Regions from separate parts of the Sus scrofa genome. Here region 1 is linked to region 2. A link is a contact called in public HiChIP or PLAC-seq data. All regions are on one chromosome and are shown on one strand. The core of a region is the stretch at or near the end of the contact, and the rest is flanking DNA. Distances in the headings are between cores, read along the strand shown.

Evidence for each region. HiChIP or PLAC-seq counts read pairs in DNA pulled down with a chosen protein or histone mark.
Region 1: a contact with region 2 is called in an H3K27ac HiChIP or PLAC-seq map of alveolar macrophages. The contact joins the promoter of B4GALT4 here to the promoter of TMEM39A in region 2. A contact is called at or near these places in 2 of 47 Hi-C or Micro-C datasets (embryonic fibroblasts and heart right ventricle) and 2 of 2 datasets of contacts at active chromatin or transcription factors (alveolar macrophages and skeletal muscle).

Annotation. Positions count from the first base shown.
Region 1 is chr13:140,967,983-140,971,284 of Sscrofa11.1, forward strand. B4GALT4 (a long non-coding RNA gene) reads left to right here and starts at 1,579. Exons shown (of 7, transcript XR_001300547.2): 1 at 1,579-1,680.
Region 2 is chr13:140,795,138-140,798,580 of Sscrofa11.1, forward strand. TMEM39A (transmembrane protein 39A) reads left to right here and starts at 1,961. Exons shown (of 9, transcript XM_003132656.6): 1 at 1,961-2,357.

The DNA of each region.
Region 1 (3,302 bases), core at 329-2,828, 170 kb after region 2:
AATTGTCTCAAGAATATACTTTGTGGCAATTTTTTTTTTCCCATTCCAGAAATTTAAATGTCAAATCTCTTCAGTCTCCTTTAATCTGAAACATTCCTCATCTTTCCTTGTTTCTTTCATGACATTGACATTGACATTTTTGAAGTGTACAGACCAGTTGTTTTGTAGAATATCCCTTAATTTGGGCTTGTCTGTTTCCTCATGGTTAAATTCCAATTATGCATTTTGGCAGGAATGCAGTAACAGTGATATCAGTTTGGTGAAATTAACTTTGAGTACTTGGTTAAGGTGGTATCTGCCAGATTTCTCCAATGGATAATATATCCTCTTTGTAACTGGTAAATAACCCCTAGGGAAATCTTTTTTTTTTTTTCCCCCTTAATAATTTTCAAAAAGAGCTCTCCTGTATTCTGCAGCAGACAATTCCAGTGTCTGATGTCTTTGGGAGTATAAATCTCTTGGTCTTAATTCTGCCCACTGTCTTTTCTTTCTTTTTTTTTTTTTTTTGTCTTTTTAGGGCTGCATCTGCTGGCATAAGGAAGTTCAAAGGCTAGGGGTCAAATCAGACTGTAGCAGCTGGCCTATGATCTACACCACAGCTTTGGCAATGCTGGATCCTTAACCCAGTGAGGGAGGCCAGGGACCCAACCTGCATCCTCATGGTTACTAGTCAGATTTGTTTTCACTGAGCCACAAAAAGAAGTCCCTGCCCACTGTCATTATGTGTGGCCCCTGGAGCTTGGTGATTTTTTTTAAAGATTGTGCATTTGTATTTGTTTGGATTCTGTGGGACTAAATGGAAGATGCACCCTATAAAGTATGTTTCCACTGCTCGGACCTCAGGAGACTGGGAAACTCAGTAGTGCTCTTTCACAGTCTTGGCTGGATGCTGAAGGGGCAGGTTTGGCTCTCCTGTTTGGGTGCCAGATCACAGTGCCAGCAGAGATCTTCCGTGTGCCCTCAGCAAACCCCAGGTCTCCTGCTTAGAGCTCAATGACCCCAGGGTTGGTTCCATTTGCAGTGGGGTGCTTCTTGGAAAATCTCCTATTTCTTAGAGAATCTAGTCTGCTCTCCTGCCAGCCTAAGCAGAACTTTCCATGATTTTTCACTCAAATCATCAGTATAAATATGATTCTGTCTTGGCTTTTTGTATTAATATCTGAAGAAATTTGGTTTTCTCACAACTCAATATTCTCAGTAGTTCTGTGAAATGGGGAAGTCAGTTAATTTGGCACATTGTGCAGTTGAGAAAGCTGAAACCTTTCGTCAGGGTGATGTAAGGTAAATTTATTAACTTCTAAAGCCTCAGTTTCCTACTCCGTAAAATGGGAAGGTTCATCTCTCCTTCTCAAAGTTTTGTGAGCATTTACGAGAATGGGATTTGGGAAGCGTGCAGACCCTAGGGCAGTATTGGCATAAGGTTTTATTACGATCACTCAAAAGATAAGCTGGCGTTTTCCCTCCTGGTGCTTCTTCTGTTGGCCGGGGACGGTTACTGGGTCGATCGGACTCGGCTTGCATAGGACCGCGCAGACGGCCCCGGGGCCCGGCCTCAGCTACTTCGGGGGAGGCGGAGCCAGCCCGCAGGAGCCGCCTCCCGGGAGGCGGGGCGGTCCCGGCTGCTGCAGCTTTTGCCTCCTCCCCTGGCTCCGGGTGGTGCTCTTCGCGGCCGCGTCAGGGGTGAGTACGCTGGGCCTCCGCTCCGCCTGCGCCCGGGACAAGCAATTCCGTGGGGAGGGCGGCGGCTGGCGCTCTATGGGCATCACCGGGTGGCGAGCGGGATCGGTCCCAGGGCCTGGGACGGCCCTCCTGCCTTCCTCCGGGCGGTGGGGCCGGGCAGGGGGCCTGCAGAGGCCGAGCCCTGAGGGAGGCACGGGCTCAGGTGCCGGGGCCACCGCGGCGCTCCCTCTGCTGCCGGAGGGATGGTAGGTGAGATGCTGCCAGGTAGGCCCTCAGGGGTCGTTCCCCCCGCCCCGAGAGCCCACCTCAAGGTTCTGGGGTCGCCACTAGCACTTCTCTCCCCTCCGGGCGCATCAGTGTGAAGAAGCTGCTTCCTCCCTGGAGCCCTATTTCACCAAGGTTTCTACTAGGAAACCCATCTGCTGATACCGACGAGGGGCCTGCAGGGGCCGAAGAGCTGGGGAGGTCGACTGGATTTTAAAGTACCTTGGATACCTGCCCTTAGTCTGGCTCTGCGTCCATCTATGTCGGTCGTATCGGTTGCTGTTCGGTCTTCCATTAGATAAGAGCCAACTCTCGGTTTGAGGGGGGAAAAAAAAGAAGTCTATGAGGACTGAGACTGAGAAAAGGCCTTTGGGTTGGTACCCTTGGGAGAGCACTTCTCAACGGGGTGGGCGTGTGCTGGATTGCAAAGTGTTCGAGAGTGGGTGAGGGTTGAGGACCTGGAGGCGGCCAGGGCACAGGGAGACCTTTCCTGTCCTTTGGTGGTGAAAGGGAGGAGGAAGAAAACAGCAATTTGAAGGTTGAGGGACTTTTTGCTTTTTTTATTTTTTAATTTCTAAATTTCTTTTAAGAAAGGCGAATCACATTGAGGATGCAAGAAAGTGAAGGAATCTTGGATAGTGATGAATAACATTCAGGGTCCAGACTGAGAAAGTGGGCTTAAAAAGGGGCTGAGGGCTCTTCTAGGCACCTGGGCTGAGCTGGTGGGCCAGAGGGCTGGAATGCGTTTCTCTGGCCAGAGATAACGCTAAATGCGACCACAGTTTATCGTTTTGGAATTTTATCTTCTAGAGCAGGGTTGGCTTTTCAACCACATGCAATTGCAAAATTTTAATGTGCCTGTTTGTGTTGTAGGGGAGAAAACCTTTTCCTTTTTTCCTCTCCTAGGTCCTTTAGCTGGTCTAATAATGGAATTGATGTGAAACATAAACAGGAGAAAAATTTAATTTCATACCGGTGGGATTCCATAACAGTATGAGGCTCAAAGAAGTAACCAAAGCAGACAGCTTTCATATGGTTCAGACAAAGAAAAAATAAATTTGTGAAGAATTGAAAAGGCAGAAGTTAGGGCTTGGGGTAGCGAACTGATGAGGAAGTAATAAGGTTTGTTATATAGCATTCTCCACCTTGAATTCCCAGCTCTAGTAATAAGAGATGCCTTATCCTGGTGCCTTCCTGGTATAGAGAGGGTGCCTTTCACCTGGAAGATTTATTTCCTGCTTTCAAGAAGAACAAAAGAGGGTGAAAGTGATCTTGCACTGACTGTTAAAGTAACTTTAATTCAAAATAATCAGTATGCCCAAGTGGCATATGTTGGCATGGCATATTTTGCCTACCTT
Region 2 (3,443 bases), core at 711-3,210:
CTGCACCTGAATCTAAACAATACTTGTTTCATTTCCTTAAGAGGTGAGGTGTTTTACTCCAGTGGTTCCTATATGTGAATGGGTGCTAGAATTCTTCTGGGACTTAAGAAACCCACAGATTTCTAGGTCCTAGGCCAGCCACTAATTTAAAATGCAAACAGTATAGTTTAAAAGACCCTCCATGTTCAAGCTTCTGTTTGTCTCTTCAAATTCATTTCATACTGTGATCTAACTGTACAGCTTTGCATTGTTTCTCACACATGCCAAGCTCTAGCCTACCTTAGAATCTCTGCATAAGTTTTGTTTTCTATGAAGATTACTTTTCTCTCCCATCTTGGCATTTCTGGTTCCTTCCCCATATTCAGGTTTTTTCTGGAATGTCATTTCCTCAGACAGATTCCCTTCAAAATAGCACCTTTATTTTTCACCTTATCCCTTTATCTCCTTCATAATACTTACAACCTGTAATTATTTCATTGATATTAAATACATGTTTCTTTCATTAGAATATAAACCCCAGGAGGACAGGGACATATCTGCTGTCTTACTCATTAATACAATGCCTGGTACACAGTAGGCACTAAATAAATAATTGCTCAATGAAAGATGAATGCTGGTGAACCAAGAGAAAATCAACAGAGTTTCAATGTAGCAAGCTAGCAAGGAATTAACAGAGCAAATATGAAAAGAAATGTACCATAAGCCTACAGGTGAATACAATGAAAATATATGGTGATCTATGTTGCATGAATTAAAGTATAAGAATGCTTGGGGCATAGTTCCTGTAGTCGTGGCACAGCAGAAAGGAATCCAACTAGGAACCAAGAGGTCTGGAGTTGCCATGAGCTGTGGTGTAGGTTGCAGAGAAGGCTCCGATTTCTAGTTGCTATGGCTGTGGCGTAGACCTGCAGCTCTAGCTCTGATTGGGCCCCTAGCCTGGGAACCTCCATATGTCAGGGATGTGGCCTTAAAAAAAAAAAAAAAAAAAAAAAATACACGGGGGAAAAAGAATATTTAGAAATATCACTAGCTTTAGTTTTGATATTGGTTATTCTGGCTCTAAAATTTGGTTCTGTCATTGATTAGCTGGGTTATATTAACTGGGTATCAGCAAATTATTTTTTCTTACTTTTAGTTTTCTCTATAAAATAATACCAAAACGTTAAGAGATTTAAATGAAATATGTAAAGCTACCAGTCTAGTGTCTGGCACCAAACAAATCTCTCAGTGAAGGTTAACTAATCATATACTGGACATAAAGGGCTTTCCCTATGTGCTTAAAATCTGCAGAGCAAGATTCAAGTGCTCCTCTTGACACTCTTACTCTTCTTCTAACATCAGATTACTGACAGTTTCTGAATTCCGCATGATGTCCCTCACTTTCTTACCTTTTTAATCTGCCACTTCCTTTACTAAATTATTCTCCCATAAACTGCCTATTCATTCTTGCAGTCTTGGCTTTAAACCCCAAGCTCTGTGAAGATTTTCTTGGTATTGGGAGCACTATATTCCAGAGATTATTACCCTGTCTTGCATGCCATCTCTGAACCTTGGGTGTACTTTTAAAGTTGCATTTATTATGATAAATTTTAACTACTGTGTTTTCCTGGTGTCTTGTTTTTTCCACTAGACTGTGAACTCTTTGTGATCTTCACTTTTGTAACTCCAGCATCTAGCCCTTTTTTTAACATAAAATACGCGCACGGTTGGTTGCTGAAGCACGACTTGGCGTCTTCGGCTCCTTTACTTTAGCAGTTAAGTCTCCCAACATCCCCCAGTAAAACGGGGGCAATAAACTTGAACACGGTTGTTACTCGGAGACTGAGATAACAGGAAGGACCCCTAGCTTCCGAGGGCTTGGTGACAGGTCTGGGAAGGAAATACGTGGGCCAGCACAGGCGAGCAAGGCGGGGCCGCGAGCCCAGCAGAAAAGGCGAGTCTCACTGCGCAGGTGCACGCCCGGGGAGGTGGAGAGCTCGCTCCCCTGGCTCCGGTGCAGTTCCGGGGGCCAACTCGCTGCTGGGGCGGCTGTCCGTCGCGAAGCTGACGTCATCGCTGTGCGCTGCCACGTCTGCTCAGCTCCGCGGTAATGGAGGCTGAGGATGGTTGCTGACGGGGCCGGGCTCTACTTCTAGCTTTAGCTCTGGCTCTGACTCTGGCATTGACTCGGAGTCTGGGTCTGGCAGCCCGAAGCCTGGACACCCTTCTTCGACTCTCCTGGAGCGGACGGTCTGCAAACAAGCAGCTGGTTTGGAGTTCCTCAACGTGGGCAGGGTGTTCTCTTGCTTGGGGTCTAGCCTGCAAAGCAGCCGCCTCTTCCCAGGGATCCCGCCCCACTGGCCGGGCCTTCTCCATGCGTGAGTATTACCGAGCTGCCGCGCTGTCCGATTGTCCTGGGCCTGCTTCGGCCCTCCGGGTTGCGCAGCGGGGACCGCTTTGTGGCCCCCTGTTAAGGGCCAGTCTGTTGAAGTTTGTGGTCTCTTGCCGCCCCCCGCCCCCACCTGATCCTCTTGCCTCTCTTCTGTCCCAATTTTTTGTCCCTCACTTTTATTTCCTTTGCACGTTAATTGAGCAAAGACCAGCAGCCCCTCCATCCAACGGTTTGAAAACTTTGTCGCACCTGGCGTTTGTTAGTCTGCAGCCGAAAGCTGTTTGGAAGAAGAAACATAGGATTCTACTGTAACGTTTTGAAAACAAGGGATTTTCCACGATGTCCTTCTTCAGTTTTTAAATTGTATTGTTTAGGAAACAGTTTTGGTATCTATATTTGCTATAGATAGTTGCAAGCACAGTTTCTTTTCAGTTAGGGTCTTTATGTATTACTGATCTTTTAATCCTACAGTTTCAGTAATTTTTAGATGATTTACATCAGTTTTCTGGAGTGGGCATCTTCTTGAACTTTTTTCAGTATTTTCATTCTAACATATGGAGATACCACTTGAACAGCTTTACATTTAAAGACTTAAAAGACCTTCTGAAGTATTTTCACCCATCTTTGTCAGTCCTGATAGCAACCTCTGTAGGACAAGGAACGCCTTTTTTTTTCCTAATGAGGAAACTCAGGGGTTAAATACCTCAAAGACTGATAATATGTGACAGCTGATCTCAGAATCCAGATCCCCTTGGTAACAAAACCTTACATTTTGGACAGTGCTGATTCTTCTGTATTTCACAAGGCCTACTGCAAAATAGTGCATATGAATTGGAAATGTATATGTGTGGTGTTTTTTGTAAACTTCTACTTGGTTGTAATATCTTCCGTGTGAAACAAGTCAAATTACAGAAGATACAAATTGTGACTTCCCTAATGCTGAACAGAGCTTAGGTTAGAACTTAGGCTCTGAGCCATTGGAATCTGAGTAGTTCTTTCATTAGAATAAGTTGGTAATAGACATTAGTAGCATTTGTTTGACAATCTGGTTTTACAAGATTTGCTTACTCAG